Regions from separate parts of the Mus musculus genome. Here region 2 is linked to region 1. A link is a contact called in public Hi-C data. All regions are on one chromosome and are shown on one strand. Each heading gives the region's core, a stretch centred on a gene start, on an enhancer-like site or on the middle of the called end of the contact. The rest is flanking DNA. Distances are from core to core; before and after follow the strand shown.

Region 1 (4,742 bases), core at 1,731-4,230:
TGCATTTCCGCCATTGGCATATCCAGTCTTTTGTGGTTTTGATTATTAAGTAAAACTTGTTTTTATTTTAATAGTGATGTCAGTATTTCAAGTGCTGTAAAGGGATAAACTTTTGTGCTTGGTAAGCCCCTAGCAGCTAGTTTCTTCCAGTTGTGCTGGGACGCAGGCATGCTTCCCACTGTTCAGAGCTCTGGCTTCTATCTGGCTGTGTGACAGAACCACACTGCCTCTCCTTCCCTACCCTCGCCCTTTTCAGAAACCTGGGCTGTTGCTTATGAGCCTCAGATCTAAAGTTGGCCAGCATCTCCACCCTGCACGACTTCCTTTGTGTTTATATGGCATTCTGTCTGTGTTGCCCTTTAGAGTAAATAAATTGTTTATGTAAAGGTTTAAAAAAAGATAAAGTTTGACTTTGAACATTAGATCTAAATATTAACTAGATAGAATTATCAAAATTCTCATCCTAAAATACTTCTGGTAGCATAGACACTAACACTTTTTATTCCTTTGTGTGATAAAATGAAGCTTTAAAGAGTGATGCAAGAACACTTTCAAACATAACTGGAAGAATAGAAATCCTTGCTCCCTGACCAGCGTTAACCCGTGCATACTGCCCTCTAGTGTCACCTCCTGGGAAAACACCCTGAAATTTGTGTATGAAGCTCACTTACCAGATCCTCCATCATCTCCATGTGCTCCGTTTCCTAATTCTAGGTCCCAGAATTTGACTAGAATAATTTCTTTGACAGTATATCTTCACTGTGGTCTCTTCCAAAAGGTTTCACTAAAGCATCCTGAAAATTAGCTAACTGGGAGAGAAATGTGTTCTAAGTCCCCAGCAAATACTCCTTCGGTTGGAGAGCAGAGCCCTTTTGCCGTTCTCAGCTCCTTGTGAATCGACAGGTGTTTTCCAAACTAAAAGCAGAGTAGGAGAGAAACTTAACATGACTCAGGGCATGTGCACAGAGAACGGAAGGTGCCGGTGGCAGCAGCCACTTCCACGGCTATACTGACATCTGCAGGCATCTGAAGAGCAGCTTGCTGTCACCGTTAGTAACTGCTTGATCAAATCTACCTAATAAAAACAAGGCAACACAGATACTATCCCGCAGGTGATAATGGGAAGGGGTCACAGACAAGTCATTCCTGCGGGTGAAAATGGATAGTAACAGGCCACACTAGTGCAAAGAAGGACAAAGACGGTGTTAACGACAGATTTACCACTAGCGTCTGTGAAATTCTTCAGCATGATTTAGTACTTGATAGAGTCACATATCTCTCCCTTGCCAAAAGCACTTGCCCGTGCTCAGTTCTCAGCTGCTAAGGTAACAGAGACAGTGCTGGGCACTGCCCTCAACTCTGCTGGCTTTCTATCTTTTGAGATGATGCTCTTCCATCCCAGGCCACAGACCTCCTAGCCACACGGGCTCTGTGGACAGTGAAGTCAGGGACCTGGGCTAGGGTGCTCAGGCATAGCAAGCCAAAGCCTACAGTGTAATATGTGCAGTGAGTGCAGGGGACACAGTGAGGGCATTGGGTACTGAGGGGCAGGAGAGACAGACAGTGAGAACAATGGGCCCAGTGGGCACAGTGGGTGCAGTGTGCAGTGAGCGCAGAGGGTACAAAGGGGTACAGTGGGTGTAGTAGGGTCAGTGGGCTCAATGGAGGCAGTGTGTGCAGTGGCTGCAGGGAGTGTAGGGCTACAGTGAGTGCAGTAGGTGCAGTGGGTTCAGTGGGGCAGCGGGGACAGTAGGAGCAGTGGAGGCAGAGGGCACCGTTAATGCAGTGGATGAAGTAGTGGGAGCAGTGAGTGCAGAGGGTGCAAGGGGATAGAGTGGGTATAGTGGGGTCAGTGGGCACAGTGCGTGCAGCGGAGGCAGTGGGTGCAGTAGAGGCAATGGGTGCAGTGGGCACAGTGGGGGCAGTGGGAACAGTGGGCATAGCAGGTGCAGTGGGCTCAGTAGATGCAGTGAGAGCAGTGGGCACAGTGCATGCAGTGGAGGCAGTGGGCACACAGGAAGCAGTGGGTGCAGTGTGCGCAGTGGGTGTAGCAGGCACAGTGCCTGCAGTGGAGACCATGGAGACAGTGAAGGCAATAGAGGTACTGGGGGTATGGAGGGTGGGCGTAAGAGCAAGCTCTCCTGAGGGGACTCTCTCCAGAGGACCTCACAGAAACTCGGAATAATTCTAAAGCTGGTTCCTGAGCTGTGAGCTGATAACTCCTTTCTCTACACGGGGAGCCACTCTGACCAAGAAACCCTCCCAAAATGTTTGCTTGTTTCCATATAAAATCAAGAGGAAGGTCCTGACAGAGTTCCCTTTACAGGCCAGCCACACAGAGTGTGGATATCAACCTAAATACTTCCCAGAAACCAACACACACATAATTAGGGTAACCGTTTCCAGCGCAGCTTTTCTGTGTGTGGTGCTGGGGGTGGAACCCAGAGCCCTCAAGTGAGCCAAGCTGAACTCTCCACCTCCCTCATAAAAATGTTAGTCCTCGTGTAACACAGGAGTAAAAAGAGACCATGCTCTCCTTACACAAGAAGAAGCTTTAAAAAATGTGGGGGGAGTCTCCGTGTCTTCTGAGTACATATCAGAAAGACAGATTTGTAAACCACGAGGCTAAGGTTAAAATTCAGATTAGCCGCCTGATGAATGGCCGACACTTACGACTGTAACCCGCAGAGCAGAATACATCCACCTTTCAAATGCGTTAAAGTGTAATCTTACCAGACAGACTTTGTTGTGTCTGTGACACAGGGCACTTTGGAAATGTTACTTCCTACCCTTCTCCTTCTTCCTCGTGTCTCAAGGTCCAGCCTGTGAGTCTCAAATCTCGTGGAGGGACAGAATTGCCACTCTCTATGTACTGTGAGCTCCCAGAGGAAAAGAAGCTGCTGGCCAGAACACAGCGGCTCCCATCCTCATGGACTAGCCTGTCTGCAGCATGACTGGGGCAGGATCCTTTCCAGCCCTGGAAAGGACCGCCGTGAATGAGGACACCCAGCCAGGGGCTAAGACATGCTCACAAACCTCACCAGCCTCCTCTCCTGAACTCCTGCTAGAACCTTCTCACTCTCACCCCATTTTTCTTCTGAACAGATCGTTCTCTGGCCTCTCGGTTTCCAAATTGACATTTCTCCCTCTCCTAGTCTGTTCCTAATTAAAGAGCCGGACAAGCCTGGTTTGCTAACCTCACAGAGGCTTCTACTCTGACAGCTCTCTGCTGCCCCCTCTTGTCATCATGTGGAACAGCTTACTCTTGCCACAAAACTCTTGATTAGGTTGGCCAGGGCAGCTCTTTCAGTGTTTGGCATGGGGGCGGGGGGGGGGGGGGGGGGGAGTATGTTCAGGACTAGAAATACAATAGGAAGTAAAATGGCAAAAGCCCTCATTTTTGTGAAGCTCACAGCACAGTAGGAAAGGCACCCAGCGATCAGTCACATGGTAAATGTTACATCAGAACTCAGAGGACTTGTGAGATGTTTTAAGGGCAGGCTAGACCTGGTCAGCAGGTTAGAGGAGGTGTCCTAGGGTAGTAGTGATACAGGCTGAGATTGAAGGATGAGTGGATGAGTGGAACAAAGAGAATTAGGGAGTAGAAGGAACATTCCAGAGGAGAAAGCAGCAGTGTGGTTTCAGATAGCAGGTAGCATGGTAATTACACGAGAAGAAAGGAAGTCAGCATGGATAGAGGCTGCGAAATGGGGAGCGAAGCAGCAGAAGAGGCAAGCAGCTGCATGCAAGACCACTAGAGCGTGCTGGGAGGAGGCACTGACCAGGGAAGAAGTTATGGTATTCAGGGGAGTCCGTGAAAATGGGCAAGAACCAGTATGCAGAGCTGAAAATTAGGAGAGATTGTGCTAAGGAGAAAGAGACAGCTCTGACATACTTTTGTGCAACTTTGGATATAAGAGAGCAACTGCTCATGGCCATGGGAAAAGGAACTACAAGTTGTGTTTTCTTTTTCATTCTCTTTGTTTTTGCTGTTGTTGTTGGTTTTCAAGAAAGGGTTCCTCGGTGTAGACCTGGCCCTGCCTGTCATGTAACTCACTCTAGACAGCAGGCTGGTCTTGAACTCAGAGATCCGTCTGTCTCTGCCTCCCAACTGCTGGGATTAAAGGCGTGCACCACCATGCCCTGGATGGCAGTCATGTTTTCTTTTTCTTTTTTCTTTTCCCCCCAATTTTTTATTAGATATTTTCTTCAATTACATTCCAAATGCTATACCCTCCCCCCGCCCTGATCCCCTACCCACCCACTCCCAATTCATGGCCCTGGCGTTCCCCTGTACTGGGGCATATAAAGTTGCAAGATCAAGGGGCCTATCTTCCCAATGATGGCCGACTGGGCCATCTTCTGTTACATATGCAGCTAGAGACATGAGCTCTGAGGGTACTGGTTAGTTCATATTGTTGTTCTACCTATAGGGTTGCAGACCCTTTCAGCTCCTTGGTACTTTCTCTAGCTCCTCCATTGGGGGCCCTGTGTTCCATCCAATAGATGAGAAAGACTATACACACTGTATAGCAGTGGTCTTTGCTTTTTCAGTGGGAACTAAATCTCTGGACTCCTGCTATGGGTGAGTGAAGATGAGAATGACGTCTTGGGTGCACCTGGAAGTGGAGTCCAGATAAGATTTGGCCTGGTCCCCAGTGCGTATGTGGTACTTCAGAGTGCTAATAAGACTTACTTACTGCATTCTGTGAAATAAGTTCAACTCTATGATCTCTAAGTTA
Region 2 (4,738 bases), core at 325-2,824, 87 kb before region 1:
CTGCTCTTCCAGAGGTCCTGAGTTTGATACGGAGCAACCACATGGTGGCTCACAACCATCTGTAATGGGAATGTGATGCCCTCTTCTGGTGTGTCTGAAGACAGCAACAGTGTACTCACATACATGAAATAATAAATGAATCTTTAAAAATTATTAGAAGTAAGAATAAGAATGATGGAGAAGCTTATGTGTTTCCCTTGACTGATTGAAGTTTTCTATTATAAAAGAAAGAAAAAGCAACACCTGCAATGTCCCAAGATGCTTAGAGAGTCCAAAGGGAACTGGGGATGTCCCACCACATTTTGAGAAAGCAAAGTACCACAAAAAAATTTTTTTCCAAGGTCTGTTGCAAGAAACTCTGATATCTTTATTTAGGGCTGAGAAAGTAAATGTCTCCCTTCTTTCCCACTTCTCCTCTTGTTACTATAATGCTGGACTCACAACTACTACTTCTGAGACAAATTCTCTAACACGGCAACGGGGAAGCCAGACTTATTTTCTCAATCATCACACGATGCGACTCCGAGTCCCCCATGTGGCAAACAATGCCACAGAGAAGAGGGGTGGCTCTCTGGACTTGCATTTCACTCTTAAACAAATAAGGACAGCCAAGAATTATGAGAACTCATAATGAAGCGCTCTGGCAAGATTTAATATGTTCCTAGCCGGCCATCAATGCAATAATAGGCCGTGGGTATTTTTATAAATGGATCTTTCCTCTTTAGAGTGGTTTTAGTTGCTTCCCATCCAAAGAATCACTTAGGCAAATGCATAGCTGAGGGGGGAACAAAAGAATAATGATTCTTCTACCTTCTCATTCACGCCAACCTGAAGATGCTTTACACTGGGGGAGGGGAGAGGAAGAGAGAACAGCCAAGAGAAGGAAGATGTTTTGGGGAAGGCAAGGTGGAAACAGGGAACGGAAAGTACAATGCCTTACATGTTTGCTGCATTCCAAGTGCTCTTTCAAATACCAGGAGGGTGAGGATAAATGTAGGGCTAGGGAGATGGCTCCATGCCTAAAGTGCATTACGTGACCCCATCTCAAGCCAGATACGGTAGCACCCGTCTACTGTCCCAGCACACCTATGCCTGGAAATAGGAAACAGAGACAAGAGAATCCCGGGAAGGGAAGAAGGAAGCCACACATTTATTACCTAAGCAACAAATTTGTTTTGTGGACGAAGAAAACAGTTGGCATGTCTGGGCTCATTTTAGCTTCTCGCCTGCATCAATAATATTGACGCATGAGCGCCGAGGAAGAGAGCTGAGCTGTTCCTCGGACTTTGACAGATAAGCCAGCAAACGACAAATAGTCATCAAATCCCTCTTCTCTTATCCAAGCATCCTTTACCCACCCCCAAACCATTATTTCCCACAGTCTGCAGGAAAATTACTCCGTCTGTAACAGGCACACCAGCCCACTGTGAATTCACGCGGAAGTAAGCCCAGAAACAACACTTTAGGGACAGGAGTCTTTCTTTTACCAGAATCACATCTTTGTACGGCATTGATGCCAGATCAGCTGTCTTCTGCTTAACAGGGCAAAATGAACCAGTTCACTGAAAAGTAGGGAAATACTCACCCCAAAGCTAATCGCTGATCTTCCCGTGAGACCTAGCTCTAGATATGCATGACAGGGAGTTGGCCCAGAACGTGAGGAAAGGGCCCCAGGGAAGGATCAACTGAGCTCCATGCACGGTGTACTTACATAAAGTGCTGAGAGACAACAAGACAGACAACGTGAATGAAAGGGGTGAGCGAGGACAGGGGTGGTCAGAAGAGGTGGAAGCAAGGAGAGCCAATCAGACAGCAGTTTGGTTTTCTGAATGCAATCAGAAAAGTTTAAAATACATAGAACTGTACCCTTAGGTACTAGAGAGGTATCCGTCAGAGAATCACAAGTTCAAAAGCCAACCTGAACAACTCTGTGAGATGGTATCTCAAAAGAAAAACACCCCCAAAACCTTTGCCCAACATGTATAAGGCCCTATGTGCAAACCCTAGCATCACCAAACAAAACCAACACGTCATGCCTGTCACTTTGTTGTCCATTGTCACAGAACATGGGTGTGACATGCTTTCCACAGAGTGAATTTAGGAGATGGTTAACTTACAACTCTGGTACATTCTTCCAGGAAGCGCCAGCCTGTGACTGTGACCCTACACCACAGTGGCACCTGCTGGTCAACTGATGAGTTGCACTTAAAATCTATGCTATAGGAAAGCTTTGGAATAAAACTGCATCAAGTGATGGCACTTTTTCACACTTTACCCGAAATGCATCTTCTGGGTAGGGGCTGAGGGAACTATGTATATATTAAACATTTTATTGAATAAAGTTTCATAGCACGTGATTCACAAAGCATAAAATAAAATGTACAACACATTGTGTTAGTGCTGTACAAAACTGGACACTCACAAAATGGCATAGAGTTTGCTTTTGTCAAGTTTGTGGCTTAGTTAGCTGCTAAGGTATAATTCCAACTCAACCATTATTTGACAAAGAGATAAAAAGTAAATGACTGATTCTCATGTTCTTTAGTAAAGAAACCACCTAAGTCACTGATGCCATGAATGGCGTCCTGATAGGAATGCCGACTGATGTTCCTGTTTTCATTTAAAAGACAACACAGCCAGGCGTGGTGGCGCACACCTTTAATCCCAGCACTCAGGAGGCAGAGGCAGGTGAATTTCTGAGTTTGAGGCCGGCCTGGTCTACAAAGTGAGTTCCAGGACAGCCAGGGCTATACAGAGAAACCCTGTCTTGAAAAACCAAAAAAAAAAAAAAAAAAAAAAGACAACACAGATATATGCTGGAACTTCACTCATCTGTCAGTACCAGATATCTGATATCTACTTCTTTAGCATAAATAATTACATGTAAACTGTTTCATCTACACTAAGAAAAAAAACATGGCAGAATGCTTAACATGAATGTTAGGGCACTGCAAATCAAACTTGAGCTGTGACTTTACACCCATTAATATGGCTTCTATTAGGAGGAGTGTGTGTGTGTGTGTGTGAGAGAGAGAGAGAGAGAGAGAGAGTTTGTAAGACAATAGAGAAACTGCAGTCTTTATTCCTGGATGCTGAGAATGTAAATCAGTATCCCCATTGTGAAAAGAGTATCGCAGTTCATCAGAGAAGTAAAAATGGATCCAGCAATTCCAGTTGTGAACATGTGTGTCGGTGAAAGAAATGAAAGCAGGGAATTAAATAAATACTCTTCCACCAAGTTGTGAACAGTCATATTATTCACATTAGTCCAAAGATCCAGGCAATTCATAATATAAGCCAGGAAAGCATAATATGGACACATAGCGGCATATATTCTGCTTTCAAACAAATGAAAATTGTGACCCATGCCACTATATGGATGGAAGTTGTAAACACCATACTTAGTGAATAAGCTAAACACACACGGCATGCTTCCATTTTTATGACATACCCAAAGCAGTGGCACTCAAAGGCAGAAAACAGAATCACTGTAGCCCAGTGTTGGGAGGAGAGGACAACACTGTCCCCATTCAGTTTTTATGGTGACGAATTGCAAATGTGGATGGTTTTAAAGCCAGTGAACTGTACACTTAAAATAGTAAATGTATATATTATCCTATTTTTACCACAACAAATATGTAAAAGGTAAAACACAAAGAAATGGCCACGAATCCACCTACACGTGCAGAGGATGAGTGAAGAGCATAGACGTCTACTCTTACAAGACTCTAAAAGGCATTGTCCAAACATTCATGCCTCAATATTGTCATAGAAGGCAAAGTAGGGAGCTGAGACTGTTATCCTCATTCTTCAGAGAATCAGAGGGCACCAGGCAGAGAGCATAGCCTTCCCCATTGCTAGGCGAGAACAAGATGTCCCTCTTCGCCCTACTATGATGGCTACAGAGAAGGGTGAGTGAATTCTCCCAGTGCCCATCACTGCCCAGCAATAAGGAAAACAACTCCATTTCAGTATCACTGGATACCATATGAAAAGATGAGGCTCCATGTGTACCCACCAGTGATGAATGACATCAGTGGCAAAGTGAAATGCTACAGAGTTCCTGCTAAATGGTAGTCATGGAATAGTATATAGCTTCCCTTCTGCTACTGGAAAGATGTAAGAAAATCACCTAAAATACTATAGACCCCCAACATTCAAGGACAACGGAAGATTTGTGTTTGTCTTCGCCATTCTGAAAGTAGAACAAGGGGTGAAGCTGGAGATGCACATAAAGAAATAAGTTGAAAATCCTCTTAAACTCGGGGAAAGATAAACCCACAGATTCAAGATGAGGAGATGCACCTGAACACACATGACTAGAAACAAGAGTTCACATCAAAAGGCATCATAATTTCAAATCTTAGAATTAGGGCCGGAGAGATGGATCCCTGGCTGAGAACATCTGCAATGGGTTCTGGGTTCAGTTCCCAGCACCTGTATCAGGTGGGTCACAATCAGGTGGGTTCAGCCATAAGGATGAGCACCTGCACACACATATTACACATAAACTCAGGCAGGTACATACCCATACGCATGAATAAAAAGAAAATAAATAAATCATTCTCTTAAAAATCCTAGGATTAAGGATTTAAAGAAAGACTATCTTGGAAACACCATGAAATAATGATACCTTACTTACTTACACAGGAAAAAGAGCCTGAAAAGAGAACTATTTTTTTTTTCCATCAAAAAACTATGGCAGCCAGAAGAAAATGTGGAGAACTGAAAGGAAATG

Evidence for each region. A called contact is a pair of places that touch in the nucleus more often than the background predicts.
Region 2: a contact with region 1 is called in a Hi-C map of muscle stem cells, with 4 times the contacts expected there. The contact joins two enhancer-like sites. A contact is called at or near these places in 2 of 39 promoter capture datasets (the 3T3-L1 cell line and hippocampal neurons), 14 of 484 Hi-C or Micro-C datasets (the C2C12 cell line, the C3H10T1/2 cell line, the HL-1 cell line and 8 more), 1 of 115 datasets of contacts at active chromatin or transcription factors (embryonic stem cells) and 1 of 9 other capture datasets (adipose tissue).

What each region holds. Positions count from the first base shown.
Region 1 is chr8:31,210,014-31,214,755 of GRCm38.p6, reverse strand. All of the region lies in intron 3 of Fut10 (fucosyltransferase 10), which reads right to left. It also overlaps the pseudogene Gm8051. Among named protein-coding and RNA genes, the nearest start is that of Fut10, 25 kb to the right of the region's middle. Within about 2 kb of position 2,980, at least 38 of the 459 cell types and tissues checked have an H3K27ac peak or open chromatin away from gene starts, as enhancers often do. A contact at or near this core is called in the STO cell line and muscle stem cells, where this site is marked.
Region 2 is chr8:31,295,282-31,300,019 of GRCm38.p6, reverse strand. No RefSeq gene overlaps it. Among named protein-coding and RNA genes, the nearest start is that of 7420700N18Rik, 70 kb to the left of the region's middle. Within about 2 kb of position 1,574, at least 9 of the 459 cell types and tissues checked have an H3K27ac peak or open chromatin away from gene starts, as enhancers often do. A contact at or near this core is called in the STO cell line and muscle stem cells, where this site is marked.